Linked DNA regions of Mus musculus: regions 2 and 3 are each linked to region 1. Evidence: chromatin contacts called from public Hi-C data. All regions are on one chromosome and are shown on one strand. Each heading gives the region's core, a stretch centred on a gene start, on an enhancer-like site or on the middle of the called end of the contact. The rest is flanking DNA. Distances are from core to core; before and after follow the strand shown. Region 1 overlaps Zfp185 (zinc finger protein 185). Region 2 holds the start of Flna (filamin, alpha). Region 3 holds the start of Ubl4a (ubiquitin-like 4A).

Evidence for each region. Hi-C and Micro-C count contacts between places; a contact is called where the count stands out from the background.
Region 2: a Hi-C map of uterus shows a contact between it and region 1, with 5 times the contacts expected there. The contact joins the promoter of Flna here to the enhancer-like site in region 1. A contact is called at or near these places in 3 of 39 promoter capture datasets (cranial neural crest, hippocampal neurons and pre-B cells), 3 of 484 Hi-C or Micro-C datasets (CD8 T cells, cardiomyocytes and uterus), 4 of 115 datasets of contacts at active chromatin or transcription factors (astrocytes, forebrain, large pre-B cells and 1 more) and 1 of 9 other capture datasets (liver).
Region 3: a contact with region 1 is called in a Hi-C map of CD8 T cells, with 7 times the contacts expected there. The contact joins the promoter of Ubl4a here to the enhancer-like site in region 1. A contact is called at or near these places in 6 of 39 promoter capture datasets (the 3T3-L1 cell line, the HPC-7 cell line, hippocampal neurons and 3 more), 2 of 484 Hi-C or Micro-C datasets (CD4 T cells and CD8 T cells) and 1 of 115 datasets of contacts at active chromatin or transcription factors (astrocytes).

Annotation. Positions count from the first base shown.
Region 1 is chrX:73,006,887-73,010,001 of GRCm38.p6, forward strand. The region is part of intron 12 of Zfp185 (zinc finger protein 185); the gene reads left to right. Among named protein-coding and RNA genes, the nearest start is that of Mir2137, 16 kb to the left of the region's middle. Within about 2 kb of position 1,350, at least 324 of the 459 cell types and tissues checked have an H3K27ac peak or open chromatin away from gene starts, as enhancers often do. A contact at or near this core is called in CD8 T cells, the HPC-7 cell line, cardiomyocytes and 5 more, where this site is marked.
Region 2 is chrX:74,245,126-74,248,479 of GRCm38.p6, forward strand. Flna (filamin, alpha) reads right to left here and starts at 1,409. Exons shown (of 46, transcript NM_010227.3): 1 at 939-1,409. The coding sequence starts at 1,311.
Region 3 is chrX:74,367,221-74,370,319 of GRCm38.p6, forward strand. Ubl4a (ubiquitin-like 4A) reads right to left here and starts at 1,328. Exons shown (of 4, transcript NM_145405.2): 1 at 1,196-1,328; 2 at 933-1,038; 3 at 481-689; 4 at 1-366. The coding sequence starts at 1,243. The coding sequence ends at 256. It overlaps Gm44504 (predicted readthrough transcript (NMD candidate), 44504), which reads right to left. Exons shown (of 6, transcript NR_103489.1): 4 at 1,196-1,538; 5 at 933-1,038; 6 at 227-366. It overlaps Slc10a3 (solute carrier family 10 (sodium/bile acid cotransporter family), member 3), which reads right to left. Exons shown (of 3, transcript NM_145406.2): 3 at 1,997-3,099. The coding sequence ends at 2,231.

The DNA.
Region 1 (3,115 bases), core at 100-2,599:
AATTTTACTAACGATTAGAACTGAGGAAAATAATAGCTGATGATAGCTACAGTATGTTGTTTTTATGTACTTTACAGTTGCCTCAATAACCCTGTGAGATGGGTAAATGGGGAAACAAACAGGTTAAGTGATTTATCCAAAACCATACCCGTGGTAGCTGAGAGCTAATGAACAGCCTCAAGGAGAAACCTTCTGAGAAACTTGAGCAAGCTAGTTGATGAAATGTGTTTGAAGGCTAATGTCTCCTTCCAGCTGGTGTACTTAATCTGGTGTTATTCCCCAAGCCAAGAAAGATTTCTGATTGTGCAATTTGATAGAGGAGAAAACTTGGGTCCACACATGTGATGAGCAAATAGGAATAAACTCTAAATCTGCCCTACTGCAGAGCTCAGGCCCAGATAGTAACATTGCTCTAATATTTACCCGTTTGAAAAATCAAAGCAAACATTTCTGATGACACTGTTTAATAACTGGCTATGTTTGGATTGTTTTTTTTCCCATTTAAATTAAAAAAATTATATGTATAAGTGTTTTGCCTGCACATGTATGTTTTTGCACACCACCCATTTGCCACGTCAGTGGTGGCCAGTAGAGAGAGGACAGTGGATCCTCGGAGACTAGAGTTAGAGATTGTTTCTAGCTGTATGTGGGTGCTTGTAATAAAACTTAAGATTTCTAAAGAGTACACACTGCTCTTAACTGCTGAACCATCTTTCTAGCCCTTCATCTGGGGAAATATTAATAACAAGAGTTCTTGAGATTTTTGTTTAATTTCCTGAAGGTATGTCTCCAGCGTTTTTCTTAAGCATTTCAATTTCCTCTCTTCTCCAGTATACACTGGAGATGGCAGCTCTCAATCAGAGGTTTGTCCTGCCCACCCCTACCCTCTTGCGTCATACAGTAGTAACCGAAGATTTTTTGGGTTGCCACAACCGAGGGTGGCTTCTAAAGGCTAAAAATCATGGATGCTGCTAAACGACCTATAGTGACAGGTGATATTAGTGCCTCATTCTCAACACACACAGTATTATTATCCAGACAAAAACGTTAATATTAATATTGACAAGCCTTGCTCTAGCAACTTATGTTCACTTGGGGGAACACACACACACTGAGGAGTGTGTCAGCATAGATCTAGTCAGACTGCCGCAGACAGGCACCACGAATACGGACGCATGCACCCGTGACTGCAGCAGATTTCTGTTGCGCAGGCAGATTTGGATCGCTCCTGCGGGGGGGGGGCGGGGAGGGAAGGGGGGAGGGGGCGCATGCGCATGAGTAAGCTAGCCAGCTCCAGGGTAAGAATACACCTACTCGCGCGGCCATTTCCTGCAGCCGCTAGCTCAGGCTGAGGTGCCCGCTATGAAAGGAGAGTACAAAATGGCTGCTCCAGAGACCAGCTTCTAAGGGGCTCCTCCTGAGGCAGTGCTAGCTCCAGCCACGAGATGGCGCTGGAGGATCACAAATGGTCCCTGTTGCGCCAGTGCACTCCCGTTACCCATCCCCCTACTAGTAATGTCAGAGGGCGGTTGACTACAGTAGCCTACTTAGGAGTGACCAAACCCAAGGATAGTCCCCTTTCCTTTGATAAACAGTGGTTGATGGGCTTGAGGACAGACCCAGGTGACAAAGTTAATGTAAATGTCAGAAGCCTTAGGAGCTTTACCCAGTGTTCATTTGATTGTGCAAAGTGGACTAAATGCAGGGATTCTTGAGCTTGAATTTAAGCCCAAGGTAACTTTATGGGACCCTTGGATCACTCAGCTCTTACATGAACAATAATGGAAATAGTTTCCACCATAGACAGTTCAAAGAGTTAAATGGGTTTACATATGTAAAGCATGCAGGACACTGAGGAGTGTGTACAAAATATTATCAAATGCTACATTTATTCTTTATTTTATTTTATTTTATTTTACTTTTAATTTATTTTTTACACTCCATGTTCCATTCCCTGCTCCCCCCATCCACCCTCCAACTGCTCCATATCCCATACCTCCTCCCCACCCCACTCTGTCTCCACGTGGATGTCTCTACCCCACCCCACCTGAGCTCTAAACTCCCTGGGGCCTCCAGTCTCTTGAGGGTTAGGTGCATCATCTCTGAATGAACACAGACCTGGAAGTTCTCTGCTGTATGTGTGTTGGGGGCCTCATATCAGCTGGTGTATGTTGCCTGTTTGGTGGTCCAGTGTCTGAGAGATCTTGGAGGTCCAGATTAATTGAGACTTGCTGGTCCTCCTACAGGATCGCTCTTCTCCTCAGCTTCTTTCAGCCTTCCCTAATTCAACAACAGGGGACAGCTGCTTCTGTCCATTGGTTGGGTGCAAATATCTGCATCTGACTCAGCTGCTTGTTGGGTCCTTCGGAGGGCAGTCATGATAGGTCCCTTTTTGTGAGTGCTCCATAGCCTCAGTAATCAAATGCTACCTTTATAAAACCTTCAAGATAGATAAAGTTCTGCCAATTTTTTTTTTTGTTGTTTATTCAGTCATTTGATAGCACACCGTCTTACCTTTTTCCTTCAAAGTTTTGGTATCACATGTTAAATCTAAGACTTAGATTGTTTTCTTCTTTGTTGTGTTGCAAGTGTGGATTTTTTCTAGTTTGTATTTGACACACGAAGGTGAGTGTTAGACATGTACTCAGTGCTGGCAACTGTGGTCAGGCAGCAGATTACATTGCGTAGAAAGTGGCATTGTCTTCTTGTGCAGTATGTAGTTAGGTCAAAAATTGGCAGTGGTTGCCTTAAGCTACCAGAGTCTGTGAAGGCTTCAGAGAATTCAACAGATATCACATCCTATGGGCCTCCTTCTCTCTCCCCACTCCAGTTTAGCAGTAGCTGAGGCCGAGTGGCAAGAAATTAAGATACTCCCTTCAGGATGTTATAGTGCACAGAAAGGCATCCTGTGAGGGTTTGACCAATATCTTTTTCATGACCTATAAAGGTTACAGCTGAAACTGCAGTTGCCCTGCTTCAAGGCCCAGGGTTTCCCCATATTGCCCTGCCTCCGAGCGGCTCTTTCTGAAGAACCTTGCCTCTGTTTACTCAGCACTACTTCCTGGCAGAGCTGGAACCAGCAGAGGAGTTTAGTATCCTCTTACCTGAGGCTGAA
Region 2 (3,354 bases), core at 159-2,658, 1.2 Mb after region 1:
AAGGATAATAGAAAACCCTTTGTATTATGGAGTAAAGGTCCACTCTTCTACTCTCCCTGTTCCACATTCCCAAGATAACAATTCTGGTGCCTGTCCATGAGCAGCCCCTACTTTGAGAAAAGCATGGGATCCTGCAAGAGACAATACCAATGCCAACCTCTCCAGTTCAAAGACTTGGGAACTGGACTAGCAGTAAACCCTGTGCACATTGGAGCACCTTTCAACCAATCTCTGCATTCTAGATGTACAAAACCAAGGTTTACAATGAAACAAGAATTTGATCCATGATAGACAGCAAAGCTAACAACCAAGTGCTCGTGCCTTTAGTCAACCACACTCATTACACCTGGAGTACAGTTTTGCCAGCAGTATATCTCTTTGCCCCCCTCCAAGTTCAGCAAAAAAAGAAAGAAAGAAAGAAAGAAACTGGGGATTTGAACTATCTCCAATGGGGAAGCATGTTCCAGGGCAAGAAGTTGAGGGAGTCCTACATAAATAGGAGAACAAGCTACAACCTTCACTTTAGAACTGCAGAGGCAGCCAAATGCTAGAAGGGTACTTTTAAAATTGTTGTAGGTGGAAAGCATGGGTATCCCAGGGATGGGGTGCGGCTCTCAGAGGCAGAAGCCTAGTCTGTGCCTGTCCCACCTCGGGTGCAGCGTTGGGGGCGCGGCCTACAGAGGATGTGAGCTCAGCCTGGGAGCAGGCCAGCAAGGCGCTGCGGGCGGGGGCGCGTAGCGGTTCGCATGCTCGCCAGGCCAGCCTTTTGTTCTCGAGGACCTCAAAGAACAAGGCGGCTAAGGGGCCTAGTGGTAGCCTTGGTTGTGTGCAGCAGCTAGGGAAGACAACTAGGAGAGACTCTAGAGGAGAAGAAAGGAAGAATTTGTTGCGACCACGCCCGCACCCACTCAGCGCCCCAGTGTAGCCCGTGCCCTCACCTATGGACACGAGCTTGATGCTCTCACGGTCCAGGAATTCAAGCGCCACCGACACATTTTCGAGCTGCATCTGGCGGAAAGTGGGTCTTTGGTTGTGCTTGCGGTGCATTTTCTTCTGGCTGAGTACCTCGAGCAGCGCGATGAGCCGCAACCCATCGCTCAGGTCCGTCTGCAGATTGGCGATGCGCTTGCTTACGCACTTAAGGTGCTCATTGCACCAGCGGGTGAATGTGTTCTGCTGAATTTTCTTCCACGGTGCATCTTCTGCTAGGTCTTTTTCGGTAGCCGGCATCTCCGCGTCCCGTGAATCGATACTGCCTCCCGGAGACGCAACCGCCGCACTCTGGCCACAGCGGGAGTGAGAGCTACTCATTTTGAGGCGCGAGGAACGGAGGGGCGGTGCTGCAGCTTCGCCGATGGGACGGCCCTTTAATTAAAGCAGTAGGCACCTCCGAGCATGAACGACGAGGCACAGAACAGAGGTTGCACTGCGGAAAGAGCGAGCCCTTTAAATGTATGCGAAAGGCGGAGCCAGAGGCAAAGTTTCCTTGGGGGCGGAGCCTCTGGGTGGGGCTTCTGGGCCGCGCCCGCCCCACCTCGCCCCTCCCGTTGGAATGCCCCACAACGCCCCCCGCCCCCATCCCCCGAAGCTGCCTCTGCACTCCGCCAAAAGCAACTCAGCCCCGCTGCTTCAGAAAGGGTCTTTGAGCCCCAAAGAGCACAAAAAGGTCTGGCAACATCCGCTACAGTACTACAGGAAACGGACCCCAGATCTAGGAACGCTTGAGCAATTCTGTCACAGAATTGCTCAGCTCCAGCAGGCACACCCTTACAAGGGACTTTCTTTCCCCAAGGTCCCTGCAGAAGGCGGAGCGAATAATGTCCCGGTATCACTTGGGCTCCGCCCTGACCCTGTACCCTCTTCTACATTCTCTATTCTTCCCGAGCTTAGGGTTCTCAGCCACAGTGTGATCCACAGCAGAGTAAAGCAATCCTGTGAGCGAACCCTTCCAGAGCGCCTAACGCTGCTGAGAGCTCTTTGTATGCTGTCAGACAGGGCTCTCATCACCTAACATAGACACCCACAGAGCCCTGGCACTCCCTACCCATCTCCTTTGGTCTTCCCAGTCTCCATGACCCTGGCCTGCACACCTGCACAGGCCCATTCCCACCGTCGTCTTCTCTACTGCCTAGTTCCATCCGCGAGGAAATGGGGCCAGCACTGGGCCAAGTGGCCACCAGCACTACAGGATCAAGCAGCTTTCCAAAGGTCCAGGGTATGCCAATGCACACAATCAGAGGGCGCCTGCCTGCCTGCCTGCCTGCCTGCCCTGTGATGCATGTAGATCTGTACACCTTGTACCTGCCATACTCACTGTTCTACCTTGGGCCCTGAGGAATTCTGGGGGGAGAGGTCTTCTCTGGCTGAACAGTCCCAAGCCTTGCTGTGACCCTAGAGATGTGGAGGGGCTCAGGGAGAGGGTCCCAGATTACTGAAGAAAGGAGAGTCACCAGACATCAAGGCTTGCTAAGGAGCCTGAGTGTGTTCCCTAAGTAGTGTGAAGCTACTCACTAAAAGTTAATTTAATGATAGATATTCTCTGGAGATAGTGATGAGGATGCTGTGCTGGGACAGAAAGGAGCGAAGATACAGAAAAAGAAAACTGTAGGGGATACTCCCAACCATCCTCTTTAGTTAAGGGGATTCATCTTACCTATGTCTTTCCCGTGGTAGACTTTTCCATCTACTTACTCTGTACTTCAAGCCTCTCCAGAATGTTAAATTGTTTTTCCAGAAAGACAGGCTTCTGTCCCTACTTCTCAATTCTAAGACCAGTGGCCGCCGGGGCTGGAGAGATGGCTCTGTGGTTAAGAGCAGTGGCTGCTCTTTCAGAGGACCCAGATTCAATTCCCAGCACCCATATGAAAGCTTACAACTGTCTGTAACTCTAGCTCCAGGGAATATGACACCTTCACACAGACATGAATGCAGGCAAAATTATGCACATAAAATTAATTAGATAGATAGATAGATAGATAGATAGATAGATAGATAAAGACCAGTGGCTGAAAGAGGCCTTGGGTTGACCAACATGTCATGCCCAAATATGGTTGACTCTCCCACAGCCTGGAGTGTCTTCATTGCCTGTGGTAGGGCTATGATAGGGCTTTGATCACAATGGGCAGAACCTTTCAGCATAGTCATCTTGAGATTGTCTATGATATCGCCAGTCAAATAACATTTTCAGTACAGAATCCCTCCCCCCCATTCTACCTCCAGTCACCTGCATAAATATCTGCACCAAGTGAGCCAAAGGTTGAGTTGGGGGACATGATGGCAGAACTGTGCAGGGATAACCCAAATGGAAACTTCCAGCCATGTTATTCAAGACACAATTAGGGTAATATTTTTGGT
Region 3 (3,099 bases), core at 78-2,577, 1.4 Mb after region 1:
ACTTCTATAGGCTGGCTAGACTTGGACCCTGTCTGTCCCAAGCCATTGCTAGGTGTCTCTACAGTGCAGCCTCAACTTTGCTGTGGGAGGCAGAAGAGAACTCAGGCCATGTACTTTGAGTACCTAGCACCTAGCAAGAGCTGGATACATACCAGCTATTATTATCACTATGAGCCAAACTGCGACATGAGAACACATTTAATGCAACATGCAGCTGTGGCCTGACCTGGGATTTCTCCCCACAATCCCAGAATGCTATTTGCAGAACCCTTTTTCCATAGCCTCAGTCACTTCAGGGTGTAGAAAGCGGCTGGCCAAACGTTCGATGTCATCCAGTGTTAGGCGGCTCAAGGACCTGTCATAATCCTGAGGAGAGAAGACCGAGTGTATTCAGAGAGGCCAGTGGGGAAGGCGTATGCTGCATTAGGTAGGGGACGGGTAGAAACATTAAGAATGGAGGGCCAGCATTACTCTTCTCACCCTCTGTAGTTGTTCCAGGACCCTGCTGGCATCTGCTACACTGAAGTGACGGGCCAGGACTTTGGAGATCAGCTGCCAGATGGGGGTGGCTGGGGAGTCGACCAGTCTGTGGGCAGACCCTTCTTCCAGTAGCACCTTCTCCAAAGGCTTAACAACTAGGTTGAGCTTAGAATTGGGCCCAATGTTGTAATCTGACAGTCGTTTTTCATCTGCCAAAGAGAGATTGGTGTGGTTCCTTCCTCACTGATGTGGAGGTGGCTGGGAAGCAATCCTGCCACAGACAGCCAGAGTGAAGCACTGCAGCATCTGGCTATGGGGTGGTGGGGTGGTGATGGCTCAGCTACTTTTCTGAGGTCCAGTGGCAGCCAGTGCCCCGATCCACTACACTGGCCTGTACATCCCGTCCCCCAGCTTTCTGTAAAGCTCCCTGGATGGCTCCTTTCCCTGATTACCTGCTAGGGCCTTGCCCTTGAACAGCAGACGTTGCTGGCGCACAGGGACATTCAGCTTATCCGAGACCAGGTGCTTCAGTGTAGACACTAGCTCGTCCTCCGCCACCTGATCCGGCCGAGGTGGAGAGGCAAGGGCTCAGCCCGAATTCCCTGGGCGGTGAAGCCCTCGCACCCCCTCCTGAGGTCAGCTCTCCCGGCCTCCCCCACCCGCCCTCGGCCCCCAGCGGCAGGAGTGAGTGCAGCAGCCTGCGGGGTGACTTTACCTGTAGGCTACATTCCCGGCCCTGGAGCGCCTTCACGGTCAGCTGCATGGTGTCCACGGCCCAGTCCACTACGGCCAACGCAAACACCAACGGTCCCCTGCCGCGCGCCGCCGCCCCGGAACCGCCCGCCGCCGCCGGAAGCCGTGAAAGGGGCGCGCCCGCCTCGTGGCTCCCGCCTGCGCATTCTTCAGTCCCGCCTCCCGGCCTTCGCTTCTGCCCCGGCCGTGCCTTGGGTAGAGTCCACCACCTGGGCTTAATGGCGCGGGGACGTGGGGATGCCCCGCCCACTGGGATCCAAGTGAGGTACCTGTGGGGCCAGGCTTGCTTAGTCTGGGAGCTGTGGCTTGAAAGGAAGGACCAGAATGTCAGCCTCACTCCAGGCCCGGCCTGTGCTAATTCCCACCCTGCTGGTGGACCAAGTCAATGCAAACACGTGGTGGTGTCTCTCAGATACAGAAATGGTCCAGTCCTGCCTGTCATAGCTTAATGGCTTTCTACTTCCTTTCTAGTCTGGCTGCAAAAATATCCTGACTGAAGCTCGGAAGTAGTGCTCTCTTCACTCCTTATAGTGCAGAGGTCTGCCCTGTTAGGTAGGGCTGTTAGAGCAAAGCCTTTGTAGATCTGAGGATACAGCTCAAAGGTACATGTCTACCATGTGCAAAACAGAGTGAGGAGGAGAAAGTGGGTTCTGTGCAGGGTCACCAAGCTGGTTCACTGTTCTGGCCCATATCCGCCCAGACACACTCTTCTTACCCCAATCCACAGGCTCCAAGGGACAGACTGGAAGGGACCCGAGCTTGCTTTTGTTTTTTTGGTTTTTTTTTATTGAAATATATTTCTGGGCAATACCCAACTATCTAACTCAGCATGGCCTCTTTGGCACTGAAAGCTGGGGCGAAAAGGAGTAAAAAAATAAGCCTGGATTTGTCTTGAGTGCATAGTGCATGAGAACTAAAGGCCTTTGGTACGGTACACAAGAACTGTGGGAAGAGAGGAGTATGGGGGCTGGAAGTTATAAAACTTGATCCAGAGGGCTCAGGGAACAGGAAACAAGATGCTATAGATGAACTGGCCAATAACCAAAGCCAACATCTCGGAGGTACCACTCAGTGCCACAATGAAAGGGGCCTGAGAGGCATAGTCTGCTTGAAGGCGGCGCAGAGACAGCTGTAGCATGGCTAAGGCTAGCAGGCTGTTTTGCACCCCTACCTCAATGCTGACTGTTCGTCGCTGAGCCACTGGCAGCTTCAGGCAGATGGCCAGGCTGTAGCCCACCAAGAGGCCAACAAGAGGCACTGTGAAACCCACCAGTACAATGGGTAACCTGACTCCCACTAGGATGAAGACCCCCATGTGGTAGGCCAGGAACAGGCCACCCAGGAGAAGTATAAAGCTGAAGGGCTTGATGACCTGTAACAGTAGTTCAGAGAACTTGGGGAGCTTAGATTTGATCACCACACCCGCTGCTATGGGGATGGCGATAAACAGCAGGGTCCCCAATATCTTGGAGATGGGCACGTGGAGTGTTTCATGGATGCTGAGAAGGTAGCTGTAGATGGCTGATGAGAGTGGTAGGAAACCAGTGGCAGCTACTGTTGAGATGAAAGTCATGGAGATGGCCAGGGTGACATCTCCTCCAAGGAGGAGACTGAAGAGGTAGCTCCCTCCACCACCAGGTGATGAGCAGGTAATGATGAGGCCCAGAGCTAAGGCCTTGGGTAGCATGAAGACTTTGGCCATCAGGAAAGCATAGAAAGGCATGACCAGAAACTGGCCCAAGAGGCCCAACAGCATGGGTTGGGGGCTCTGTAGGAGCTCCTTCAAAACTTCAAGTTCCACTTTGCAACCAAATGAACACTTGTTGACAAAGATAAGAGGCAGAAGCAAGTAGAGTATTGGGTTCT